Linked DNA regions of Mus musculus: region 2 is linked to region 1. The links are chromatin contacts, called in public HiChIP or PLAC-seq maps. All regions are on one chromosome and are shown on one strand. The core of a region is the stretch at or near the end of the contact, and the rest is flanking DNA. Distances in the headings are between cores, read along the strand shown.

The links. HiChIP or PLAC-seq counts read pairs in DNA pulled down with a chosen protein or histone mark.
Region 2: an H3K27ac HiChIP or PLAC-seq map of embryonic stem cells shows a contact between it and region 1, with 5 read pairs. The contact joins two enhancer-like sites. A contact is called at or near these places in 6 of 39 promoter capture datasets (the 3T3-L1 cell line, embryonic stem cells, hematopoietic stem and progenitor cells and 2 more) and 2 of 115 datasets of contacts at active chromatin or transcription factors (both in embryonic stem cells).

What each region holds. Positions count from the first base shown.
Region 1 is chr4:134,271,356-134,275,817 of GRCm38.p6, forward strand. Pdik1l (PDLIM1 interacting kinase 1 like) reads right to left here. Exons shown (of 3, transcript NM_001163794.1): 3 at 3,647-4,462. Among named protein-coding and RNA genes, the nearest start is that of Pdik1l, 14 kb to the right of the region's middle. Within about 2 kb of position 2,141, at least 179 of the 459 cell types and tissues checked have an H3K27ac peak or open chromatin away from gene starts, as enhancers often do. A contact at or near this core is called in embryonic stem cells, where this site is marked.
Region 2 is chr4:134,433,944-134,438,174 of GRCm38.p6, forward strand. Gm30453 (a long non-coding RNA gene) reads right to left here. Exons shown (of 3, transcript XR_390824.3): 3 at 1-539. Among named protein-coding and RNA genes, the nearest start is that of Gm30453, 12 kb to the right of the region's middle. Within about 2 kb of position 2,443, at least 26 of the 459 cell types and tissues checked have an H3K27ac peak or open chromatin away from gene starts, as enhancers often do. A contact at or near this core is called in embryonic stem cells, where this site is marked.

The DNA.
Region 1 (4,462 bases), core at 891-3,390:
ACTTGAATAAAAAAACCAAATGAGCCAAAAACCCAATGTCTTTCAGCAGTGCCAACCAGCAGTAAGGACAGCTTTAAGCTACTTCCTAATGGTCCTCAGTATCCTGGCACCCATAACAATAAAGTGCTCAGCACATTTCTGCAACCGGCTCCCTGAAGGGAACCTTTGTATATCAGAAGTTAAGAGTCCTCTCTGTGTAAATTCAGGAGACTGAGCAAGGTGGTGTCTGTCTGTAATCTCAGCACCCAAGAGGCTGAGGCCAGGCTAGACCACAGAGTGGGATTGTCTCCTTAATAATAATAAATACTCATGGGAAACAGAATTGAAGAGGTTAGGATACTCATAAGGTTACATAGGACCAGAAAGATGAAGGGTTGCTCCTTCCTCCTGTCAGTCACAGTGGATGGTCTCCCGTGCACATTTTGTTTTCTTTTGCTTTTGGCTTGGTTTTGGTTTTTCAAGACAGGGTTTCTCTGTGTAGCCCTCGCTGTCCTGGAACTCACTCTGTAGACCAGGCTGGCCTCAAATGCAGAGATCCTGTGTGCCTCTATTTCTCTAGTATGGGACTAAAGGTATGCGCCACCACCGTCCACCTTTGCTTTCAATTTTGAGACAGGATCTCACTATGTAGCTCTGGCTTACCTGGAACTCACTATGTAGACCAGGCTAGCCTCAAAGTTACACACAACCTCGCCCTCCCCCTCCTGAGTTCTGATAAATTAAAGGCATGCTCCACCACGCCTGACTTGGTTTGCTTTGTGTGTGTATGATTTGGGGGAAGGAAGCCATGGCTTCGGCATGCTAACATGTGTTCCGCCACTGAGCCAGAGTCCCGGCCTCATGTGTGTTATCTAAGGGATATGGCTCAGTTGGTAGAGTGTTTGACTCGCAGGCAGGAGGCCTTGGGTTCAGTCTTCAGCAACGCACAAATGAGATGTGGTGGTGCACACCTATAACCCATGCCCTTGGAAGGTAGAGGCAGGAGAATCAGGAATTCAAGGTTATTTTCAGATACCTAGTTTGAAGTCAGTCTAGAGTAAAAAAAACCCTCTCTCAAAAAAGAATTTTTTTTTCAAATTGAAGTACAATAATATATCTGAAGTATAAAAATTGTATGTGTTAAAATCAGGAGCACTTGCCTTGCACCTGTGAGGACCAGGGAGTGATGCCTAGAACTGAAAAGTCACCTGCAGTTTGCTGAGTTGACACAATGTCACCTAAGGCAAAAACCAAAATCATGTGGGTTCACTAGAATCCCTGGGTGCATGGCCTCTTTAAGTTAGGCGTGCTAGCAGAGGCATGCTGGGCACCCCAACACAGGATCCCTCAACTTAGGGTCCATGACAATGGACTCCTGATATTTGTACTCCCTTGACATTATAGGCAAACATTTTCCTGAGGAAAGCAGGCAGTGCCTTCACCAGATTCTGCCAAGGTGGGGACAATCAAAGCTATATCTGGAGAGGGCTCAGTGATTCTTTCCTTCCTCCTCTCACGGGAATCCTTGCGGTGTGTTTTGATGACGTCGTTGTTCTTGTTTTATGGGAAAGGGTCACACTATGCAGCCCTGGCTGACCAGAACTCTGCTCTCTTAGAAACTTCAAAGACACGAGCAAAGATGACGAACTCGACATGCAATGAGATGTAATTATCGTTTTCATTTGGCAGCTATGGGAACTGAGGCTCAAATGAATGGATGACCATTTATGGAAGGACACATTTTACTTAGGTGGCTATTTGCAAAAGTTACTCTTCCATACCGGATCTTTCGCGTGCTAGACCACAACAGCTTCAGTAATACCAAATTGCTTAACTTCGGCTCAAAACAGGTTAAGCTTGAAATACCAGGTTGAACAGGAGAAGAAAATTTCAAAGCCCAGGGCTACTCCCTCCCCTCCCCTCCCCTCCTCTCCCCTCCCCTCCCCTCCCCTCCCTTCCCTCCTCTTCTTCTTTCTCTCTCTCTCTCTCTCCTTTCTCTCTCTCTCTCGTTCTTCTTTCTCTCTCTCTCCTTCTTCTTTCTCTTTCTCTCTCTCTCTCAAGCAATTCACTTCTAACCAATGGAAACTCTTTGCCTAGGTGGAAGTACCACCTTTAAAAAACGCGTTTCACCTTCTAGAGGTGTGGCCTCTGTAGGCTTTTTCAGACCGGAGTTACTTTCTACCCACAAACCGTCGTTTCGCGGAGCACTTTAGAAATCGTCTGATTGGCTGATCAAGACAGCAACATTTGAATTTAAAGGAAGGCCAAAACAAGGCCGGCTCCTTCCGCTGGAAAGATAAAGTTTTGCCGTGAGAGGACCGCCAACTGGAGGCAGAGATTAGGTGGTGTCATGGTCCTGGGGTGAGACCGACATCACCTGCTGTTTCTACCTTCAGTTCTAAACCAGGAATCAGCTCCTACTTCCAGTAAAAGATATGAAAAGAATGAACAGCATATGGTGGTGCTTTGTAAACTGCAAAAGTGTTGATAGCTGCAAATTTATCAGTAGAAATTGAATTCTAATTTTCCTCCTATCCTGAGATAGGAGTCTCTGAGTAGCCCTGGCTGTCCTGGAACTCACTCTGTAGACCAGGCTGGCCTTGAACTCAGAGATCTGCCTGCCTCTCCTCGGGCTTAAAATTGAATTTTAAAAAAGATAATCAGGTGCAAAATCTGTTTTCAGAGGCTCTAGCTGCTGTAGGAGGCAGGCCAGGGGCTTGCTTCCTGTCCCTCAGCTTTTCCACTGCTACTCAGGAGATTGTATGCTGAGGCAACCATACATTTTACAAAAGAAACTGGGCTGGCAATGGCAATTTTTCCCCCTGAGGTTTCTCCTTGATGTCTGGCCTAGAACTCAGTATGTAGAGCTGGTCAGCTCAAAATTCTCAGTTGCCTGGCCTGGCTCCCAAGTGCTGGAATCAAAGGCATGGGCCACCATGCTCAGCTAAACCCTACTTCTTTACAAGTCATTGCCTCATGTTATCAATTGAAATTGCATCCACTTAGTACATTTAATAGAAATAGGATAAATGGAAAAAAGAATCTGTGGGTTAGAGAGATGGTTCAGTGGTTAAGACCTCTTGGAGGACCTTCGGTTCAATTCTGAAGCATCTACAAGGAGGTTCACATGGAACTCCAGTTGCAGCGGAATCTGAAACCTTATCCAGCCTCCTTGGGCACTGCATGCACAGTGGGCAGACATATGTAAGTAAGACATTCACACACAGAAAATACCTATTTTAAAACAAGAGTCTTTTTGTTTTTGTTTTTTGTTTCTTGTTTTTTGTTTTTTCGAGACAGGGTTTCTCTGTGTAGCCCTGGCTGTCCTGGAACTCACTCCGTAGACCAGGCTGGCCTCGAACTCAGAAATTCGCCTGCCTCTGCCTCCCAAGTGCTGGGATTAAAGGCATGCGCCACCATGCCCTGCGAAACAAGAATCTTAAACAATACATACTTCTCTTAAAAAGCAAAAATAGCCAGATAGCATTACGGTTGCGGAGAACTTGAAATGATATACAGTCTTGTAATCCAATCACGGTCCTTGGCAACCGCTTCTAGGAGAGAATTTTTTACTCCACAAGTGTAAATACTTTTCCAGGATGTAGGTCACTTCACACTCATCACTTAGAGAACTGTACAACTCAAAGTAGCAAGAGAACTTTCAAGGTTTTTTGTTGAAATTCACTTTATTAAAAAAAAAAAAACCAAAAACCTCATGAACAATAAATTACAATACTTTCCCCCTTTATAAATTCTTCATAAAATATATTTGACAATTTTAAAAGAAAAGTTTTAAAGTTGCCTTCTTTTCTGATGTGCTGATGACATCTTTTTTTTTTTTTTTTTGACTATTTTGTCATGCTGGTGAATTATTTTGTAGCTGCTACAATAGTTTGATTGGTAACATTTTACAATTAAAAACAAAAACCCAGACCTGCAGAAAGAACTATTCTGTGCTATTTTTCTGACACTTAACACTTACTTCATCAGAATGACAAAGTATCCCTTAGCACCAAGAATCTACAGAACCCCATGTTTCTAAGTGACAACAGGTGCAAATTAATAGCCTAGGAACTAACTGTACAACCCTACAGTGACTGGACACAGCTGCCTATAAGCTTTAGTGGAAATATTTGGTCTTTTTTTTTTTCAATTAAGACAAATTTCATAAAACACTAGAAACCATGGCAACAGACTATGAGGGATAACTGTTTATTGAGTACCTATTATGGGCAAGGCACTGTGCACAATTTCTTGATTGCATTTTTTCCTTTAGCAATTATCCAAAATTCCCAAGTATCACTCGTCTTTTATGTCTTATATGCGTCTGAAGAAAGTGCATGACTAAATGCCATTTTTAAAAAATGGTTTGTCTTTATTCTTTAAATTGTGTGTGTGTGTATGTGCATGAGTGTGCATGCGCAAGTGCACATGGAAGCAAGAGGGTATTAGGTCCCTGGGAGCTGGAGTTAGGTGGCTGTGA
Region 2 (4,231 bases), core at 1,193-3,692, 160 kb after region 1:
TTTGACATCTTTTGGTTTTTTAAATTTATTTCATGGGACGGTGACTTGTGGAGGTCAGAGGACAAGTTCCCTGGCAGTTGGTTCTCTCTCTTCATCGTGCCGGTTTCAGGGAGGAAATTTAAGTCGTTAGTCTCAGTGGCAAACTCCCCTACTCATCGAGCATCAAGTAGGCCTCAACTGTCACCCCCAGCACAGCACACATTGCACACATTGCAGAGATGGGTCCTCCATGGCTTTGGTGAACAAGATCATGGCGACAGCACTAGGTCCTGGTGGGAGCATCTTGGGGTCTGGCCACCACCACCACAGTATTGAAGATCAGCAGAGTGTTGTAGCAGAGGAGGCAGAAGAGATAACAAGTAAAAGCACACGAGTGTCGTCCGAAAGGCATGGCCTCTTCAGGATGCCGTGGCTGGTGTGGAGAAACAGATGAACATCAGTCGTGCAGGAGACTTCTTAAGGAGCTGGAGATGCTCTGCTGCTGTAGCCAGGGCCTCCACCCACAGGCCAGTGTCCTCACTGCCAGTCAGAACCGGGATCTGGACACCAGAAAAAGAGATAGAGAGAGAGAGAGAGCAGAGGAAGGAGAGACAGAGACAGGGCAGAGAGACAGAGAGTCAGAGACAGAGAGACAGAGGGAGGCAAAGCATATCAATTGTCTTTCCACAGGTACCATCTAAACATCTACCCTTCCTTCTTTCCTCCCTCCCTCCCTCCCTCCCTCCCTCCCTCCCTCCCTCCCTTCCTTCCTTCCTTCCTTCCTTCCTTCCTTCCTTCCTTTCTTCCCTTCCCTACTTCCTTTTTTCTTTTCTCCCTCCTCCTTCCCTTTCTATTTCCTCTCTCTCTCTCTCTCTCTCTCTCTCTCTCTCTCTCTCTCTCTCTCTCTCTCTCTGAGATAAGGTTCCTCACCAGCCTGAGACCTGACAAGTAGGCTAGTCTGACCGGTCAGGGAGCCCAAGGACCTGCTGGCCTCTACCCCCAGAGCTAGGATTATGAGATGCGACCTCTTAGCCTCCTGCCTCTGCTGCTGTACCTGCAGCTCGCTGCCGTGCCTCTGACTTACCAAGATGGTCCCTCTGGACCTTAAGCCAAAACAAACCGCCTTTTCCTTACGTTGGTTATGGTGTTTTGTAACAGCAGCAACAGCAATGTAATTAACAATCATGGGGTTTCTATGTGGCTCTGCTTGTTCAGGACTCATGCATTCACAGGGTACCTGCAACAGGCTCTGAGCAGAGGGTTGGGGCTAAGCAGGGGCACTGCCAGGCCTGGGTATTTCTCTAATATTTACAAATTATTTTTGTATGTATGCAGATGCACATATTTTTAAGGATTTTAAAAATGTAAGCAGTGCGGGGTGTGTGTGTGTGTGTGTGTGTGTGTGTGTGTGTGTGTGTGTGTAGTGGCCAGAAGACAATGTCACGTCGAGTTTTGGTTTTAGCTGGGGTCTCTCAGTGGCTTAGAACTGGCCAAGTAGGCTAGGCTGGATGGCAGTGAGTCCCAGATCTGCCTGTCTCCACCTCCTCAGCACTGGAATTAAAAGTCTGCCGCCACACCTACCTTTACTTATTTAAAACATGGTTTCTGAGATTAAACTCCTGTCTCCATACTTTTGTTTGCTTGTTTGTTTGTTTTTTGAGATAGGGTTCCCCTGTGTAGCCTTGGCTGTCCTGGAACTCACTCTCTAGACCAGGCTGGCCGCAAACTCAGAAATTTGCCTGCCTCTGCCTCCCAAGTGCTGGGATTAAAGGCGTGTGCCACCACCGCCCACCTTCATGTCCCCATACTTAAAAAGCAAAAGCTGTAGTAATTGAGCTATCTTACTAGCCCAGGCTGTCCACTCCCCAAACCTTTTTTTTTCCCGAGGCAGGGTCAGTCTCTTATAGCCCAGGCTATCTTCAGACTATGTTGCTGAGGCTGGCTACTCCAGATCCTCTTGCCTTCAACCTCCCACCTGCTGTGATTAAAAATGTCTGCCACCACTACCAGCATCATATACATTTATTTGTATACATTGTTTGTCTCTCACACACACACAAACACACACACAAAGACGTATAAAATAACCCCAAAGACATACATATGCATATACACATATGCACACCACACACACACACACACACACACACACACACACACACACACACACAAGTTTTTGGATGGGGAAATTGGAGATTAGAGAAATTAGAGGCCATACTGCTTTTCATTCGTTTCCTTGGACAGTCAGGACCAGAGCCAGATCCCAGACACCTTGGACTTACATTGTCACCCTGCCACCTGTTTCCCTACTCACTGGAGACCTGGCCCTTCCTGGCTTTCCTCTGGGCAGAGTGGTTCTGATCTCCCACTTTGTCTCTGACATCGACTCTCTCAGCCTTGCATCATCCTGAAGTCCCTCATCAATTCAGCATAATTGGAGCCTCGCCCCTCGGGCCTCCTGGGAAGGGGAAGCAGACAGTGACTAATGTTGTGGAGACCCGGCCTCATCTCCCGGCGCCTGTGCCTCTCTGTGGGCTGATGCTGGGTGCAGTCACATGGGGATCTATCTGCTGTGTCCTCTCTCCTACCTGGAAAGCTGTCTGACTTCACTGAATCAATCTGGCAGAACTTAAAGGGAATATAGTGTTCACTCGATAATCCTGACCCGGTTTTATAAAAATAATTAATTTATTATTAATTATTAACAATCAATAATTGATTAATTAATAAGGAATCCAGGCTGGGGAGGTACCTCGGGGATTAAAGCGCTTGCTGCAGAAGCCTGTGGCCTGGAGTTCAAAGCCCCAGAAACTTAAATGTTGGGGAGTTGTGGCAACTGCCTGCAATTCTAGCCTTTGAAGGCAGAGATGTGGGATCCTTTGATCTAGCTGCCTAGCAAGACTGTATCAGTGAGCTCTGGGTTTGATTGAGAGAGCCTGCCTCAATGAAGAGCTGTCCAGGATAAGCCCTGGCTTTGATCTTGAGCCTCCACGTTTGCACATATGTGCACCCTCACGCATGCAAAAGCATACCCGTGTACACATGAGGAGGAACTAGAAAGAAGAAAAAGAATGAAAGGCTTAGTCACGAAGGTTCCGCAGCGCAGCTGTGGACGAAAGCCCTGATGCCCCGCACCCGGACGGTGCTAAGCGGAAGGCCTCAAGGATAGGCAAGTGAACTAAATAATGTTCACGGTTTGGGAAAGAGTCACACCCAGCACAAATGGGATAGCTGACGGAAAACGGGGACACTGTGCTCAATAAGCAGAGACCATGTCCCAAAGCACTGGGGTCAGAGGAGCGATCAGCCCGCGATCCCCACTTGCTAGCTATGTGCTCTTAGAAAACTTCCTTCAGGCCTAATGCGGAGCTGAGGGCAGAAATCCAAGGTGATCCTTGGCTTCATAGAGTCCATCATGGTAGGGAAAGCATGGTAGGGGGGTGGTGCTCCAGCATGGCTCCTTCACCCCTCCCTGGAGGGTCTGGAAGTAGGAGAGAGCTTGGGCCTGACTTGGTAGTAGGTGTCATGTGCAAAGGCCCTCCCCAGGGATCCACTTCCACCAGCTAGGCCAGACATCCAGAAGTTCCCACAACTCCTCTAAACATCGAAGACTAGGAACCCAAGTAGCTAGGAACCAAGCCTTCAAACACAGGAGACTGCAGGAGGACACTTTACATTCAAGCCATAACAGTGAATAAAGTGTGTTTGGTTCACATGGAAGGGCGGCTGTGTTGCGTTTTCCTTAGAGCACAGGGGCTCCCATCCCAGAGTGGAATGTATGATTATGGACTGTGGATAGATGAGGGTGGGCTGTCAGTTCTCAGCTGGGTTCCTTTTGGGATCCCCGTATGCACAAAATTCAAGGAATAGAAGATGGTGTTAGGGGTCTGCTAGTCACAACAAAATAGAGAATCTAGTCTAAGCAGAAAGTGGACTTATTGGCAAGGGAAATCCTTAGCAGGGTTGTTGACTCTCCACACGGAGGCAAGGTTCTCACCAGCAGCCCCAAGCTCCAGCATCCCTCTAGACCACAGTACTAGAGGAGGGCCTTGGCTATGCTCTCTGCCAGGGACCAGATTATTGGACCCACAGAGATAAATTGATGCCATGTGTCTCCCTCTTAGACTTGTCCCTGGGACAGGAGGTGAATCCTGAGCCTGGCTATGCCTGCCACCACCTACCCTTACACCACATTGTGCTGTGTTTGTGAAGGCAGGGCCTGTGTCCTCCCAAGGACTGCCGGGCGCTCCAT